Regions from separate parts of the Mus musculus genome. Here all the other regions are linked to region 1. Evidence: chromatin contacts called from public HiChIP or PLAC-seq and promoter capture Hi-C data. All regions are on one chromosome and are shown on one strand. Each heading gives the region's core, a stretch centred on a gene start, on an enhancer-like site or on the middle of the called end of the contact. The rest is flanking DNA. Distances are from core to core; before and after follow the strand shown. Region 1 holds the start of Ldah (lipid droplet associated hydrolase). Region 2 holds the start of Apob (apolipoprotein B). Region 3 has its middle 61 kb from the start of Apob. Region 4 overlaps Gm33037 (a long non-coding RNA gene).

Region 1 (3,667 bases), core at 747-3,246:
ACAGACCAGAGATTTAGTCCTTTATCATCATGGTGGAAAGCATGGTGACATGCAGGCAGACATGATAATGGAGAGGTAGCTGAGAGTTCTACATCAAGAGCAACAGGGAGCAGGAAGTGAACTGTGAGCTGACAGGCCTTTTTTAACTTCTCAGATCTCAAAGCCCTCCCTGTAGAAATGAACTTCCTCCAACTAAACCCTACCTACTCTGAAAAGGCCACACTTCCTGATGTTGTCATTCCCTATGAACCTATAGGAGCCATTTTCTTTCAAACTATATTCCACTTCCCAGGCCCCTTATTCAAAGCCATCTTCACCAGATTTCTGTCGTTAATGGTTTCCTTCACTGCCTAAGCTTGGCTGCCTTAGAACTCACTCTGTAGACCTGGCTGACTTTGAATGCAGAAATCTTCCAGCCTCTGCCTCCAGAGAGCATCCTATTCAGCTACTTATATAAGCTACAACAGTCATAGTCTGCCATGTAGCAAAGTGAACATTGTGTGCAAAAATATGACAACTTAGTAAGAACATGTATATTCCAAAAGTAGATGGCCCAGAGAAAACATGAAGAATACAGAAACTGCTGCAAGTAACCTGAGCCTAGCTCTCCTAACTAACTGTGGGAAAGTCAGTTTCTTCGCACCTCATTTTACACTGCAGTTAACAGAAATAATCTCTGGCCAACTATAAAGTCTGAATTGCTTCAGTTATTTCTGGCACAGGTTCAGTGAAATCAGAAACATAAATCACCTAGATGCTACATCGTAGATGCATATCCAAGAATTAAAAGAAATCCTGCACCAATGCATTCTGTCATGTAGTCTATGGATGAAAGAAGGATGGAACAGATACCCAGAAAGACGCCCTTGATATGTCAGTAGTCCTTTAACAGCATTACTGGCAGGAAATTTACACACATAAAACTGACACCACTTGGTACATATCCTATGGTCACCGTAACATAATCATTTACTTTTATGTATTTATATCTCCAAACTCTAGTGATCACTTGTTAATACTGACCACACTGAAATGCTAAGGGTTTAAAAATTAGTTCATGAAAAACTCTTAACACAATGAATATCTTTTTCTATATTCATTAAATGTTACCTATTGGATGTGGAAAGTAGAAGTGATAAAAAAGGGTTATGAAGATATTTATCGGTTTACATTCCACAGCTAGTTGGATGTTGGTTCAGTAGTTATGAGCACTAACTCCTTTTCCACAGGATTTAGGATTGATTCTCAGCACCCACATGGTGACCCATAGGCTTATGTGGTTCAGGTCCCAGGGAACCCAGTGCCCTCTTCCAGCGTCCATAGGCTCCAGGCTACTAATATACAAAAAGATTTTTAAGTTAAAATATAAGTGATGTTGGTACTATCACCGAGGTGCTGGATACAAGCGCAAAGCTTTTCCATGTGTGATAATTACTATGGGTTTTTTTTTTCTTTCTTTCTAAGTTCCATGCTTCTTCTGGCTATAATACTGCCATATTGGCGACAGTATTTTGGGGGACAGAAATACACTGATTGCCTACAATTGTACCAAGTGTTGAGGATACTATCTTGAAGTTTGTAGTAAGCTGGAAATAGCTCTGGAAGGTCGCATTATCCTGAATATGAAACTGAATACTATATGAAGTTGAATACTAGCACTAAGGTCAGCTGAGAGTCAACTTTCCTGTGATCATGAGTCAGGAATGAAAAGCAACTGGTGGTGGAAGAAAGGAAAAGTGGGCAGATGGGGGGGGGGGGGGGAATGAAAGAACCTCCAAAGAGAGGAAAAACTCGTTTACCAAAACGACAAAGAACAGAGAGCGGGTAAAATTCAGGTGGTATGCTAGAAACGCTCTATGTGCTGCTCCCAGCAATCTCGCTGACTATAAACCACCTACCCATCAAGCTGCCACCCAAACTCTCACACGGGAGATCCTTGCAAAGCGTTCTACGGGTCCCGACTTCCGGGACCGGCGCGGCGCGGCGCTGTGACGTCAGTACAGGCGGAACTTCCGGGTCTGGTGAGGCTTTGCCGAGACGTCGGCGGACGACCCCAATACCTTGTGAGTGGGCAGGTGAGGTGATGCTGCCAGTACTGTGTGGTTTGTCTGAGGAAGGGCACGTGGGCTGCGCATGGGGTGGTGCTAGGATAACTGAGCTGCCATCACCCCGCGTGCACAGCCGCTAGGCCGTGCGGTACGCGATGGCACTACACTCGCCCGACCTGTGGCCAGGTCGCCAGAGGCTCCCTGGGTAAGGATAAGCCAATGCGCTGGCAGCCAGCCTTCTAGAAATAAATCCAAGTCTGCGCTGGGGCTCCCCAGGCATCTGTGGTCGACACTGTCCCTCGTGGATTCTCCTGAGAAATCTGCTGACATTAAAATTACCTTTACCCTTGCATATGATGTGTTGTTTCACTGCTTTTAACTTTTTTTTTTATTTTAGTTTTACAAAATGCATGGCTTCTAATAGTATAGTATACATTTCCCCAGCTTGAGAAGCTCAGCTTCTTGAATCTGTAGATTTATGCCCTTCCCAATTTTGAGAAGTTTCCAGATACTCTTTCTTAAAACGTGTGTTTTAGCCCCACATTGCCTTCTCTGAAACTCTAGTTGCATGAATTTTAGGTCATTTGTCATTGTAGTACAAGTCCCGGGGCTACTGCTGAGTTTTTAGACTGTTTCCCACCAATTCAGGTTTGTAAATTTTGTGGATCTATCCACGTTCTCTCATCTCGTTCTTTGTTGATACTACTCTGCTGATAATCCACCCCATAAGTTTTGTTCTTTCAATTATTACTTTTAAATTCCTTGCTCTTGTTTCTTATATAATATTTATGGTAGCTTCTGACCTTTAGTGTGCTCTTACATTTTTCTGGGCTTTGCTGTCTTCTTAGAAGAATATTTTAATCAAGCTCTTTCTTACTTTGGGAAACTATTACATTCCAGGTGCCTTCAACATTTTTCTAAACTACTTTGATGAAGAAGTTGGAATGTTAGTAGGAGAGACTTTTAAGATCATCATGGGCAAAATATCAGGTCACTTTTTCTGAAACGTTGTATTGTATGCCTGTGTCATAAAGGGTCAATATGCTTATCAGTGTGTTGTGAGCTAATGCTATGTGACTAGTGAGGTGAGGTCCTAAGAGGTGAGGCAACTTTGTTCTCAACCTCAGGAGGCAGCCTACATGCACTGCAAGAACCTATTAAAATTGGCCATGTGAAAAGATTAAATATGAATTAAATATAAGATTATGTGTTCAACCTATTTTTGTTTTAGAGCATTCATTGTTAAGCTTATCAATAAAGGTACTTCCAGATGACCCCTGTCCCAGTGAACAAGTCAAAGCCAGCTGTTGAGTTTTTCTTAGCTAACTCTACTTTGGATTGTTCCAAAACTGCCTGTGCTGTACTCTATAAATTTCTAACCCACACAATCTGTGAGAATATAACATATCTTCAGGTATTAAGTTTTATGGTGGTATGTCATGTACCAAGAATAAATGAAATCCCTTGTATTTTCTAGGAACCTTTTATTTATTTTTTTTTAAAGATTTATTTATTTACTATATGTAAGTACACTGTAGCTATCTTCAGACACTCCAGAAGAGGGCATCAGATCTCATTACAGATGGTTGTGAGCCACCATGTGGTTGCTGAGATTTGAA
Region 2 (3,667 bases), core at 429-2,928, 230 kb before region 1:
AATGACCACCTTTGGACATGGGCATGCACAACCCAAAGCAGCAAACCACTAAAGGGAGTTTAGCTGCCCATGGGGAATTTGTAGCTACAGTCACCATCTCAGTGAGGACAGATATGAAGAGTCAGGCACAGAGAGTGACTAAATGTGATGATGAGTCTCTTCTGAGAAAATGGGAGGGTGTGTTTGCTCAAGGGAGGCTGTGTCTGCTGCTCTATGGGTCCATAGCCGATGCTCTAGAAGCATCGGGGAGACTCATCAGAACATTTGAACGATTCCAAAAGAAGCTTGCCACATGAATCAAGCAGAAGTGCCACACTGTAGGTCCTGGACAGAAAGTGCTTGCCCTATGACCAAGAGGACCTGAGTACAGCGCTCACTGGATAAAGACAGACACAGCATACTCTTGGAGCCCCAGGGCTGAGGACTTGGACACACAGTCCTTGGAGCTTGCTGCAGCTGGTCAAGTCAAGCTAGTTAGCGAGTTCCAGGATCAGTGCCTCAAAAGCTAAGGTAAAGAGTGATTTTGAAAATCACTCAAGGGCTGGAGAGATGGCTCAGTGGTTAAGAGCACTGACTACTCTTCCGAAGGTCCTGAGTTCAAATCCCAGCAACCACATGGTGGCTCACAACCATCTATAATAAGATCTGATGCCCTCTTCTGGTGTGTCTGAAGACAGCTACATTGTGTTCACATATAATAAATAAATCTTTAAAAAAAAAAAAAAAAAAAAAAAACACTCAAAGTTGGCTTATGGCCTCTGTATGCATGTACACAGGTTCATGCATTTCTATGCGTGCATGCCCATGAACCTATATATACACGCACACACACACACACACACACACACACACACACCTGACATACTCTAACGACTTTTGTCCCTAGGCTACGACCCATTTCCACTCCTCTGGCTCCAAACACCCATACAGAGTGATGTTCGCCATGCCCTGCTCACCCAAAGCTCCCTGTCTGTGGGGCAGATTGCCTCGCCACTAGACTGGAGGTGCTAAGACCACACAGCCCATCACAGACATTCGCCTTCCAGACCATCACAATTCCACCCCACCAGCTTTCTTCCATGACTGGCGCTGCCCACAGTGGACCCCGGGAGCTGATCATCTCTGGGCCCCCCTCTTCACTAGTTTTCTGTGAGACTTGGACACCAAACCCAAGCACACACCAGACTTCCCCCTTTCTCTTCCCACCTTGCTAAATTAGTTAGGACAGGATTGTTTATTCAAAACCAAAGTCCACCAAAATGGGAAGGAGCTTAGGAAGAAGCCCCCACCAGTGCGTAAAGAACATTTTTCCAAAGGGCTCCGGAGTCAGAGCAGGAGCGGGGTACAGGGTATGACATCATCCCTATGGTTGGTGGTCTCCTGGAGAAAGTCAGGGCATGCTGACGGGATAATAAGTCCACTATCGACCTGCGACCCCCTGAGGAAAGAAACACAAGTTCGGGGGTGGGGGGAGCCCCAGGTGGCGGCGTTTGAACCAGCAGTGAGACCACCATCAGATCCAGTCTTATCCACCTAGAAATGCGCTTGTATGGAAAAGCAAACAGGCCCGGGCCGTGCCCTTTGGACCTTTGGCAATTCTCCTTAAGCCAGCTCCTCCTATAAATGGAGCACTTTTCAAAGGGCCAGGCAGTCTCATCAGTGCCTGCAGTGGATCAAGTACCTGCCTGAGCTCCGCCTCCGAAGACCCTGTAGAGCAAGCAGCAGGGGCTAGGCCCGTGGCCAGGCCACAGCCAGGAAGCCACCCCACCATCCATCCGCCATGGGCCCACGAAAGCCTGCCCTGCGGACGCCGTTACTGCTGCTGTTCCTGCTACTGTTCTTGGACACCAGCGTCTGGGCTCGTGAGTTAGGGTGGAAGCCTGGGAGAAAGCCAGCGTGGGGACAGAGCGCTGGGCTGTGCTACAGACCACCAGTTACATCCTGGGGTAGAAACTGGTGGCAGGCTGGCTATTAGGTAGCTTGGGCTAGGTGAGAGGGAAGGCAGCCGCAGGGTCCTAGGGAGGGGGCGGGGGGTGATGAAAAAAACAAGATCTAGCAGGCTCCTGGGTTCCGGGTGAGGGCACTGTACAGGGGAGTTAGAAAGAAGGCTCTGGATAGCTCTAAGATAATTTAGGTTGTGAGGGCTCCCTCCTGTCAGGCCATGGAACCCACTGGAAAACACAAGAAAGCCAAGGTTCTCCTTTTCTCTTACAGAAGATGAAGTCCTGGAAAACTTAAGCTTCAGCTGTCCAAGTAAGGCATTTTTCACTGGCCGCCTTGGTACTTCTCACCCTGACGCTCCTCTCCATCCACCCTCCTGTGCCCCCGTTCCTCCCACGTAGAACCCGTTTGCTTGCTCGGATTAGGAAGCACTGCTCAGACCCCTGCAAGTGAAGACTTTGAGTCTCTGTGCACCCAGACTCCTCCAACAAAGGATCTCTGCTCTTTGTGTATTGCCTTTCTTGTCTGTACCAAGACTTGGTTCTGAAGTGGGGTAGCGATGAGACTGTGGGCACTGTAGAGAGACATTGCTGTGCTGTTTATCGATGACTAATCACTGATTCAGAGTATGTGAGGATGAAGAAATGCCGACTTTAACCTTTGTGCAGAACACCAGACCCCTCCACCCCTTCCTATTTACTCTACCCTAGGGGTCAGAGGATCAGGCTTTGCCGCAATACCCAGCTTCCTCCGCAGAGCGCTAGGATTGGCCTCTCCTCTGATGGGGCAGCATCTCCATCTGGTGGCCATATGGCAGTACTACATCCGGGTTCCTAACCAGTTATTTTTCTCACAATCAAAAAATTCCTGTCATGGACAGTGGAATCTGCCAGAAGTTTCTTTTTATGGAGGGGGTTTCTAGAAGTCAACCAGACAGCCTTAACAGCTAACTTTGTGTCCGGTACTTCATAGGTTCTAGTCACGATAGCATTTTCAAACTGAGAAAACACTTAGCCCTGTCCCTTTGATAACTTAAAATTTCAAAGGCTCATCACATGGATTTCTGCAGTTCCATTTAATCGATGCTTGGCCCTCCCTTTCGTGGAATCCCAAATGATTAAACACCATTCTCAGCCAAGATGGTGGCGATGTTAAGTCTATAGAGACCAATGGTGTGTAGTACAAAGTCAAGCACAACTAACTCGTGCTCAGTGACCTTTATCGCCTGTGCCACGGTCCCAATCTGCCTGGCAGCGGCTGCCTTTAGAGAGTTGTTTCATCTCCAGGGCTGACTTATTTCCTCTTCACTTTAGAAGATGCAACTCGATTCAAGCACCTCCGAAAGTACGTGTACAACTATGAAGCTGAAAGTTCCAGCGGTGTCCAGGGCACAGCTGACTCCAGAAGCGCCACCAAGATCAACTGTAAGGTACGGAGGACAAGGGCTGGAGAAACCTGCAGCTGAAGCCTAGCCTTGTTCCACCAGGAGCCCCTCATAGAACCTTCTAGCACTTCCCAGCACCTCAACTGACGATACCCCACTTGAATGAAGACTTCCAAATTTCCAGCCAAGTTTTCCTCCCATTAGCTTCCAAAGTGTAATTGGGGGGCATGGTCTAGGAAGCCAGCAGGATTGGCATGTAGATCTGACCATGAGAGAGATCCAGTGAGTACAGAAAAGAAGGTGGTCTTTGCAGGAGAACGCTGGGCATGCAACATTTATGGT
Region 3 (3,667 bases), core at 642-3,141, 170 kb before region 1:
TTTATCTAGTGCAAGCATCTCACGTGGACCCAACTTCATCTGTGAGGCCTGACACTCCGCAGACTCACCAAAGCCAGTTGCAAGCTCCTGATGGCTCAGCCAACATCCTTGGGTCACAGACCCAAAAAGCCTGAGGTCAGTTCCCTGCCACCTCTCCAGGCCACAGCAGTCCCTTCCCTGAAATGACAGATTTGACCCAATGATCTATAAAGGTTTTCAGGTTCCAGCCAACTGCAGAGGGTTCCAACATACCAACGTCATCATAAGAACGGTAACAGGACTCATGTATAGATCATCTGGTATGCCCAGTGTCTATGACACCACAATAAATCAATAGGGACACACTGTGATCTGTATTGTGCAGATGGGAAAACTGAGGCTTGGGGTGTTAAATAGCTTTGCTTTGGTGACTTGTTTACAGCAAACTGGGCTTATAGGCTTGATCTGCATTATCTCCACAACTATGCATGGAAAACATGCTGTGTTGTTTTCACAATGACCATGGATGGCATCAGTAACGTTAGCCACTTCAGTGCTGAACACACGGCATGAGAGTCATCTTGCCTCATCTTTCACCAGCCTACAAACATGAATGTATAGTCACTCCAACCAGACCCACCTTAGCCAGAACAAACTTTCCAAATTTCTTGCCCAAGTTTATCTGTGGTAACTTCAGAATCCCTGTTTAGTACAAAGAGGGTCTCCTACTATCAAAATATTGAAATATTTTAACTGCTGTCCTGTATTCCCTAAGCTGACCACTTCCATGGACCTTATAAGCTACCCATGTCTCTGGGGGATGCTGGGTTACTTACAGTGTCTGCTCTGATTGGTAAGTGCTCCTGGGAGGCTAACTGTTAAATACCCTAAGCATCACCTCTTGACATGATAACCAACGCAGAAACACGGACATGGAGGTGCGCATGTCACATTGGCACCTGCCCTGTGTGAATAGGACACAAAAAAATGTGCAAATGCTTACGTTTAAATACAACTTACACACACACACACACAAACACACACACACACACCATCACCCCACTAGTACCCAACTCTAGCTCAATCTCTCCCTTGGTACTTCTTTCAAGTAGTTAAAAACAGCAAATATTAGTTACTTTCTTGTGACCAAATATAAGAAGCAACTTTGGAAGAAAGATTTGTTTCTAAAAGCTCTTAGGCTGAGGGAATACAGCCCATCATATCATAGAAAGCATGGTGGCAGGAACGTGAGATACTGGTCAGATTACGTCCTTAGTCAGGAAGCAGGGAGAAACAAACGCTGCTGTTTCCTGGTTTTCTCTGTTGCCTTTACTATAAAGCCCCAAACTGGCCTGTGTGATTGTGTCACCTACATCCTTTCTGCTCAGTTAGAACTTCCAGGATATCCTTACCAATATACTCAAAGATATACTGTGATGGTTTGTATATTCTTGGACCAGGGAATGGCACCATTTGGAGGTGTGGCCTTGTTGGAATAGGTGTGACCTGGTTGGAGTAGATGTGTCACTGTGGGTGTGGGCTTAATACTCTCACCCTAAGTGCCTGGAAGACAGTCTTCCACTAGCAGCCTTTGGATGAAGATGTAGAACTCTCAGCTCGGCCTGTGCCATGCCTGCCTGGATACTGTCATGCTCCCACCTTGATGATAATGGACTGAATCTCTAAACCTGTAAGCCAGCCCCAATTAAATGTTTTTATAAGACTTGCCTTGGTCATGGTGTCTGTTCACAGCAGTAAAACCCTAACTAAGTCATATACCTTATTGAACCCCAAGGTGTTTTTTAATTAATTAATTGATCTTATTTCTTCTTCTTCTTTGAGACTGGGTCTCACTATGTAGCCTTTCTGGTCTATGACCTGGTATGAGGCTGGCCTCAGAATTGTGGCAATCTTCCCCTTTTGCCTCCTGAGTACTGGGACTCCAGCCATGTGCCAGCATACTCAGTTCCCTAGGTGTTTATTGATCCAATCAAGTTAATAATAAAAATTAAGTGAAAGTCGAAATTAACCATTACACACCCCCCATGAAGCTCACTGTAAGCCTCTACTCCTGAAATTCTTTCTGCTCCCCAACACCCTCTTGCCCAGTCTCTAGAAAGCAAGGCTATAATACATGATCCCTACAAGTGGACATGACGGAGCAACCATAGCCAAATGACTGATCCTTGAGAAGGAAAGCCAATAGAAAGCCCTGTTATCTGACCTAGAGTGCCCTGCACAGAACTCACACACTGAACCCTAAACTGGTAACCACACCTCAACTAGAAGAGACAAAAAGCACTCAGAGGACTCTGGACTGGAGACCAAACCTCTGCCAGGCCAAGAACTGCACTGGGCAAGCCAGACTCTAACAACCAAATCCCCACTGCTGAGGTGCACACGGGATGGGAGGAGAGGGGGCCTGCATGAAATCTGACATGTTGCCCCAGCATCTTCACTAAGTGAAATGTTTTACAAAGACTGCTGTGCATCCTAGAGATGAGCCAAGAGTGCCTGGGTGGGCTGCTCTTCTGTACATCTCCTGAGCCTTCCCTGTGAGTATAAGGAACCTTGAGTAGAGGGAACCAAGATGAGCCTTGGCATTGTCCTTTGGCTAGGGTAGCAACGTTGTCGTTTAGCATGTCATAAAACTCTGCTTGGTTTAGTCTGTTCCTCCAGGGAGACAACTCTACAGCTCCCCACCCCCAACCCCCGAGAGCCTTTCCTACTCTTTGGACTGTTCTTGCTGAAATATAACAGAGGCAGCCCTGTGTGCCTTTTTCCATCAGCAGACTCTGGGAGGACTCTCCATTTCCCCTTTTGCACCTGTCCTTTACCACTGGGTGACATTGGCTGGAGTATGAGATGGGGATCTGAAGTTGTCCCCCATTTGTGCTCAGGGTTGATTTGCACAGTTCCTTGAGTTCTTTGCATAGGAAGGATTCTGTGTCAGGGGTAGCTTGCTAGAGTCAGACATTCTGAAGACATCCTACCAGGGACCATGCAGGAGAGCAAATCCTTCACCAAGAGGAGGTCACAATGGTTTCCAATCCTAGAATCATGAAAGGCACTACAATTCTTCCTATGAACTCTAAGCTATGGTTTTGCCTCTGAGATCACATGTCTCTGGAAAGTTCTCTGACAAATAATTCAAACAGGAAGAGATTCATGTGGTCCTAGTACCCAAATACCTGGTTGCAGAAGTCACAGAGGCTAAGAGCCATGATATTACTGTAGGATATGGGGACATAACCCTATGGCCAAAGCTACTTCAGGAACAACCAAAAGCTGTGAATACAATTGTCTCTTCTAGTTGAGGTATATAGATGTTATCCCGACTTTGGTGTGAGTCTATCAATAATGAGGCTCTCAAAATCTGGCATCCATGCAATGGTTCTCCAAATGTATGAAACGTCTGTCATCGTCATTCTGTCCCGAGACTAACAGGCCTAATAGAAGTAGCCAATGCTACTTGACAGATGCAAGTTCCAATTCTCATGACCTCTGACCTCTGGCCTTTGGCTCACTGAGGCTTTGAGAGTGATTCCTCCTATATACAGCAGACCCTGAAAAGCTTAATCACTGGGGATAAAGCCAGGTCCTTCCCACTTTGCCTTACACATTCAAGTCATATTACTAGGGCCTGCCTCATCTTATACCTAATAAGCTGCCATCACAGATAAAAACC
Region 4 (3,667 bases), core at 357-2,856, 140 kb before region 1:
GACTAACAGGGCTCATACACAAAAGGCTGCTGGTGAAGACCTCTCTATTCCTGCCCCTAGTGCTTTATGGTTTGACACCAATGGGATGCTTTTAGAGGCCAAGGAGAGAAAGAAGTTGAAGGGTACATCTGAGTCCCTTGAGTGGTCAGGTGGCATCGCTTTGGCACTTGATGCTTGCTCTGTCCTAATTAATTATAGACTCTCCAACTAGAATGCCTGAAACCCCACACGTCATAGAATACCAGGTATCTCAGACCTCCAAGGAGGGTGACCTTTGCTAGCGTGTGGATGCCAGTGGCTCTTGGAAGCCCATAAGCTATTTTCAAGGTTTTTCTGTTGTTAAGGCCAGGAAATCATCATGTGCCCCCTTTGACTGGCCAACATGTTAAGTCCCGGGAACAAACCAAATCCCAATTGTGAATTTCTAGGTCACAAGAGGCCATGGATTAATCAGACTATTTACAAAACCCTGTCAACACACGCCAGAGGGAACAAGACAGTTGATGCCAGTGACATTTTGTGGATTTCTTGTAGCATGTTTTGACCATCCTTTTCTTATTAAACATTCAAATCCTTGTCATGTCCTCTAACACGGGGTTTTGCTGTCTGCTCACCCGCTGAGGACCAGTAATCTAAGACACATGCCTGGAGCCACACAGAGCTGAAAGCCCCCAGGGTCCAATTCCACCACAGCATGCACACTGCACAGACACACAGCAGACCTTTCCTGCGCCAATGCTTCCAAGCGTGTACTGTGAGATGCTCCCCTGAGAATCGGTCCCTCGGCTCCAGCTTTCCCTGCAGAACTATCTTCCCGTGGCTTTCACACAGAGGGCCTGCTTATCAGAAGGACTTTACGACATTACCACGGCAGGTGCCATCCTAATAATCAGGGTTTAGAGTCAAAACAAAGATAATCAGGGTTTATAGTCAAAACTGTAATAATTAGTTTTCATTGTCAACTTGTCTAGATTTGAAGTCACCCAGGAGACTGATAACATATGGCCCTAGATTTGTCTATGAGATTGCTTCCAGGGAAGACCTTCCCTGAGTGTGGACAATACCATCTCAGAGGCTAGAGTCCAGAAGAAATAAAAGAAGAAAGGAGAAAGGCAGGCAAGGAAAAGCATTTCCATCTCTCTTATTTCTGGTTAGTCATGCAGCAGGTATCTTCTTTCCACTATACACTCCCATGACTATAGCATCCTGCTCAGGTACAGGAGACCAAGCAAGAATAGATGGATGGATAGATGAATGGAGGGAAATGTTTGAAACCATGAGCCAAAACAAATCCTGTCTCCCTCCCCTAAGCTGTTTCTGTTAAGTGTAAAGAGCATAGAAGCTAACACATACCCCTTCCCATAGAGGAAAGAGGCTCACAGTGATTTATTGCACAGTGTTGGGCCCCGGCCTCAACTCTAATTCCCATGTTCACCAACTAGATTTTGTTCACCTTGTCTCTCTGGATGCTATACAATCCGTTCTGTAAAGGTGTAACCTTAATTGTAAAAGTCATATTCCAGCAACACCCTTCTTGCCCTGTGCTGAGCCTCCGGATTGCAAGACGCAGTGGCAGTGCTGGAGCTGTCTGGGATCGCTTCCAATGAATACGTGCTCAGGAATGTTGTAAGGTCTGAGTTAAGGAGTTGGCATTTCATAATTGCCTGTGGGTGAAAGTATTTATGCCAAGGAAATGGGCAAACAGGGATCAAAAATAAAGGCTTCCTCTCTCCCCTCCACCAGGGAGACGGTTTATTTGCTTTCCAGAAAGGGTCACAGTGACCATAAAGAGAGAGAAGTCCTCTCAGGACCCTTAGTCACATAAGACAGAAGTCAACACTGATAGATCTAAGTAGAGATGGGCTGTTAGGAAAAGTAGGACTTGGATAGTCTACAGAACCCACAGGAAATATGTAGAGCTGAAACAGGCTTGAACCCAGAGCAGCAAGGCAGAAGACACCATAAAATTCTCAGTTTCCTCTACCACTGCACACTTGGCCCTAGGCACGGCCAACCCTCTTTAACAGAGAAAATCCTAAAACATTCTTTCGCCTTGACCTCCCTTGATCCAGTTCTGAAGAGATGTCTTTGATTGACAGGCTTTAAGCAGGTCTATCCAGTAGTCAGTGTCACATAAAGCAATTCCTTCGTGGTTCCTGCTTCTACCGCAGAAGGCTGAGACTGGTCCTGATTGTCCTGAACTGACAGTGTGCTAACAGCTTCACTGCAGGAAAAACTCCACTCAAACCTGCTGGCTACAGAGCTGATGGGCCCCAGGGCAATTAAAAAAAGCCTCTCTCAAATATTTTTCCCATATGGACAAAAGTTTTCTCTGCAGTTTACCCAAATACCAATAACTTCGCAGATAAAATATTTTAAATGCATAGATCCCTCTCAGAACCAGTCCTTACCATCCTGACCTCCTTGGCCCCAGTGGTATCACAATAACACACACACACAGAGACAGAGACAGAGACAGAGACAGACAGACAGACAGACAGACAAACAGACAGACACATATACACACACACATATGCAGAGACAGAGTCAAACAGACACACACACACACACAGACAGACAGAGACAGACAGACAGACACACACACACACACACACACACACACACACACACACACACACATCCACACCCGTCAATGTGCAATGTGGAGCTAACATTTCCCTCCTACCCTCTCAATTTGGTTCAACTGACAAAGCAGAAGTAACTCTTAATCACATGCATTAGTGTAAGATTTAAGCATGGATAATACAGAACAGCAGGTAACCCGAAAAACCTTTCCATGTGGCTCCAGGATATAACATATGAGTCATTAATTATACAGAAGAATTAGAATTGCCTATGTAAATTGTGACCACAAGACGGATAGTTGCAAGGCTGCAAGTCCAATTCTGTGCTAACTTTCAGCTATATAAATTATAACATCAGCAGTATCCAAGGAGCTTTCTAGTACACAGCCAGTGCAACTGTGTATTGGGGCTGCTAGGGACGATTAGGAAAGGGAGATGGAATGAGGAAACAATGAACAAAAATCACATAAATTTTATTTTGGCCATAGGAACAGACAGTGCAATAGATAAAATGGTAATGAACACAGAACAAACACCTACAAAATTCACCTTCACGTTCATCCAGATTCACATTATTTCAAATAAGGAATCAGGGGAAGACCAGTAAATGTCTCCGTGTTTAATTATGCTTATGAAAAACAGAAAGTTCAAGGTTGTCTGATGATCTTGGGATGGGTTGGTGGGCAGAAGGAGGGGCTGTGAACAGACAGGTGGGAAATAAACCGATGTGGTCCTCAGTGTTTGAGCCCAGAGGGGCCCATGGAAAGAAGCACATGGCCTGCTTTGCTCCCCGGAAGGCATGTTCCTTTATAACATGAGAAAGGAACTTGCAGAGTAACAAGGACCTGATGCAGGAAGACTTTGGTCTCTAAGTGATCCCACGTTTGCAGCCTGGGGTTGATTTTGATCAGAAGAGCGGAGGCAAAGTGCTGTAAATGTTCCTTCTTCAAGGCCACAGCTACAGGCTTGCCTTGGCTTCCTAGTCATCTCAAGAGAGGCAGGGGCCTAGCAAACTTAGACTCAGGGCATCCAGGAAGCCTTCTATGGTCTGCTCTGAGGCCCATCAGTTTCTAAAAGGGAGC

Evidence for each region. Promoter capture Hi-C pulls out the DNA fragments that hold promoters and counts their contacts. HiChIP or PLAC-seq counts read pairs in DNA pulled down with a chosen protein or histone mark.
Region 2: a contact with region 1 is called in a promoter capture Hi-C map of liver. The contact joins the promoter of Apob here to the promoter of Ldah in region 1. A contact is called at or near these places in 4 of 39 promoter capture datasets (embryonic stem cells, liver and neural stem cells), 1 of 484 Hi-C or Micro-C datasets (megakaryocyte progenitors), 2 of 115 datasets of contacts at active chromatin or transcription factors (embryonic stem cells and stem cell-derived neural progenitor cells) and 1 of 9 other capture datasets (adipose tissue).
Region 3: a promoter capture Hi-C map of liver shows a contact between it and region 1. The contact joins the enhancer-like site here to the promoter of Ldah in region 1. A contact is called at or near these places in 8 of 39 promoter capture datasets (the 3T3-L1 cell line, 3T3-L1-derived adipocytes, cranial neural crest and 4 more), 4 of 484 Hi-C or Micro-C datasets (the AML12 cell line, the AtT-20 cell line, liver and 1 more), 4 of 115 datasets of contacts at active chromatin or transcription factors (bone marrow-derived macrophages, embryonic stem cells, epiblast stem cells and 1 more) and 2 of 9 other capture datasets (liver and pancreatic islet).
Region 4: an H3K27ac HiChIP or PLAC-seq map of embryonic fibroblasts shows a contact between it and region 1, with 12 read pairs. The contact joins the enhancer-like site here to the promoter of Ldah in region 1. A contact is called at or near these places in 6 of 39 promoter capture datasets (the 3T3-L1 cell line, 3T3-L1-derived adipocytes, cranial neural crest and 2 more), 4 of 484 Hi-C or Micro-C datasets (cochlea, cortical neurons, nephron progenitors and 1 more), 7 of 115 datasets of contacts at active chromatin or transcription factors (embryonic fibroblasts, embryonic stem cells, pancreatic cancer cells and 2 more) and 3 of 9 other capture datasets (adipose tissue, embryonic stem cells and pancreatic islet).

Annotation. Positions count from the first base shown.
Region 1 is chr12:8,206,130-8,209,796 of GRCm38.p6, forward strand. It overlaps Ldah (lipid droplet associated hydrolase), which reads left to right and starts at 1,997. Exons shown (of 7, transcript NM_001364261.1): 1 at 1,997-2,075. Gm33037 (a long non-coding RNA gene) reads right to left here and starts at 2,004. Exons shown (of 4, transcript XR_381233.4): 1 at 1,899-2,004.
Region 2 is chr12:7,975,999-7,979,665 of GRCm38.p6, forward strand. It overlaps Apob (apolipoprotein B), which reads left to right and starts at 1,679. Exons shown (of 29, transcript NM_009693.2): 1 at 1,679-1,862; 2 at 2,215-2,253; 3 at 3,255-3,370. The coding sequence starts at 1,781.
Region 3 is chr12:8,036,345-8,040,011 of GRCm38.p6, forward strand. No RefSeq gene overlaps it. Among named protein-coding and RNA genes, the nearest start is that of Apob, 61 kb to the left of the region's middle. Within about 2 kb of position 1,892, at least 2 of the 459 cell types and tissues checked have an H3K27ac peak or open chromatin away from gene starts, as enhancers often do. A contact at or near this core is called in liver, where this site is marked.
Region 4 is chr12:8,069,360-8,073,026 of GRCm38.p6, forward strand. All of the region lies in intron 2 of Gm33037 (a long non-coding RNA gene), which reads right to left. Among named protein-coding and RNA genes, the nearest start is that of Apob, 94 kb to the left of the region's middle. Within about 2 kb of position 1,607, at least 36 of the 459 cell types and tissues checked have an H3K27ac peak or open chromatin away from gene starts, as enhancers often do. A contact at or near this core is called in adipose tissue, embryonic fibroblasts and pancreatic cancer cells, where this site is marked.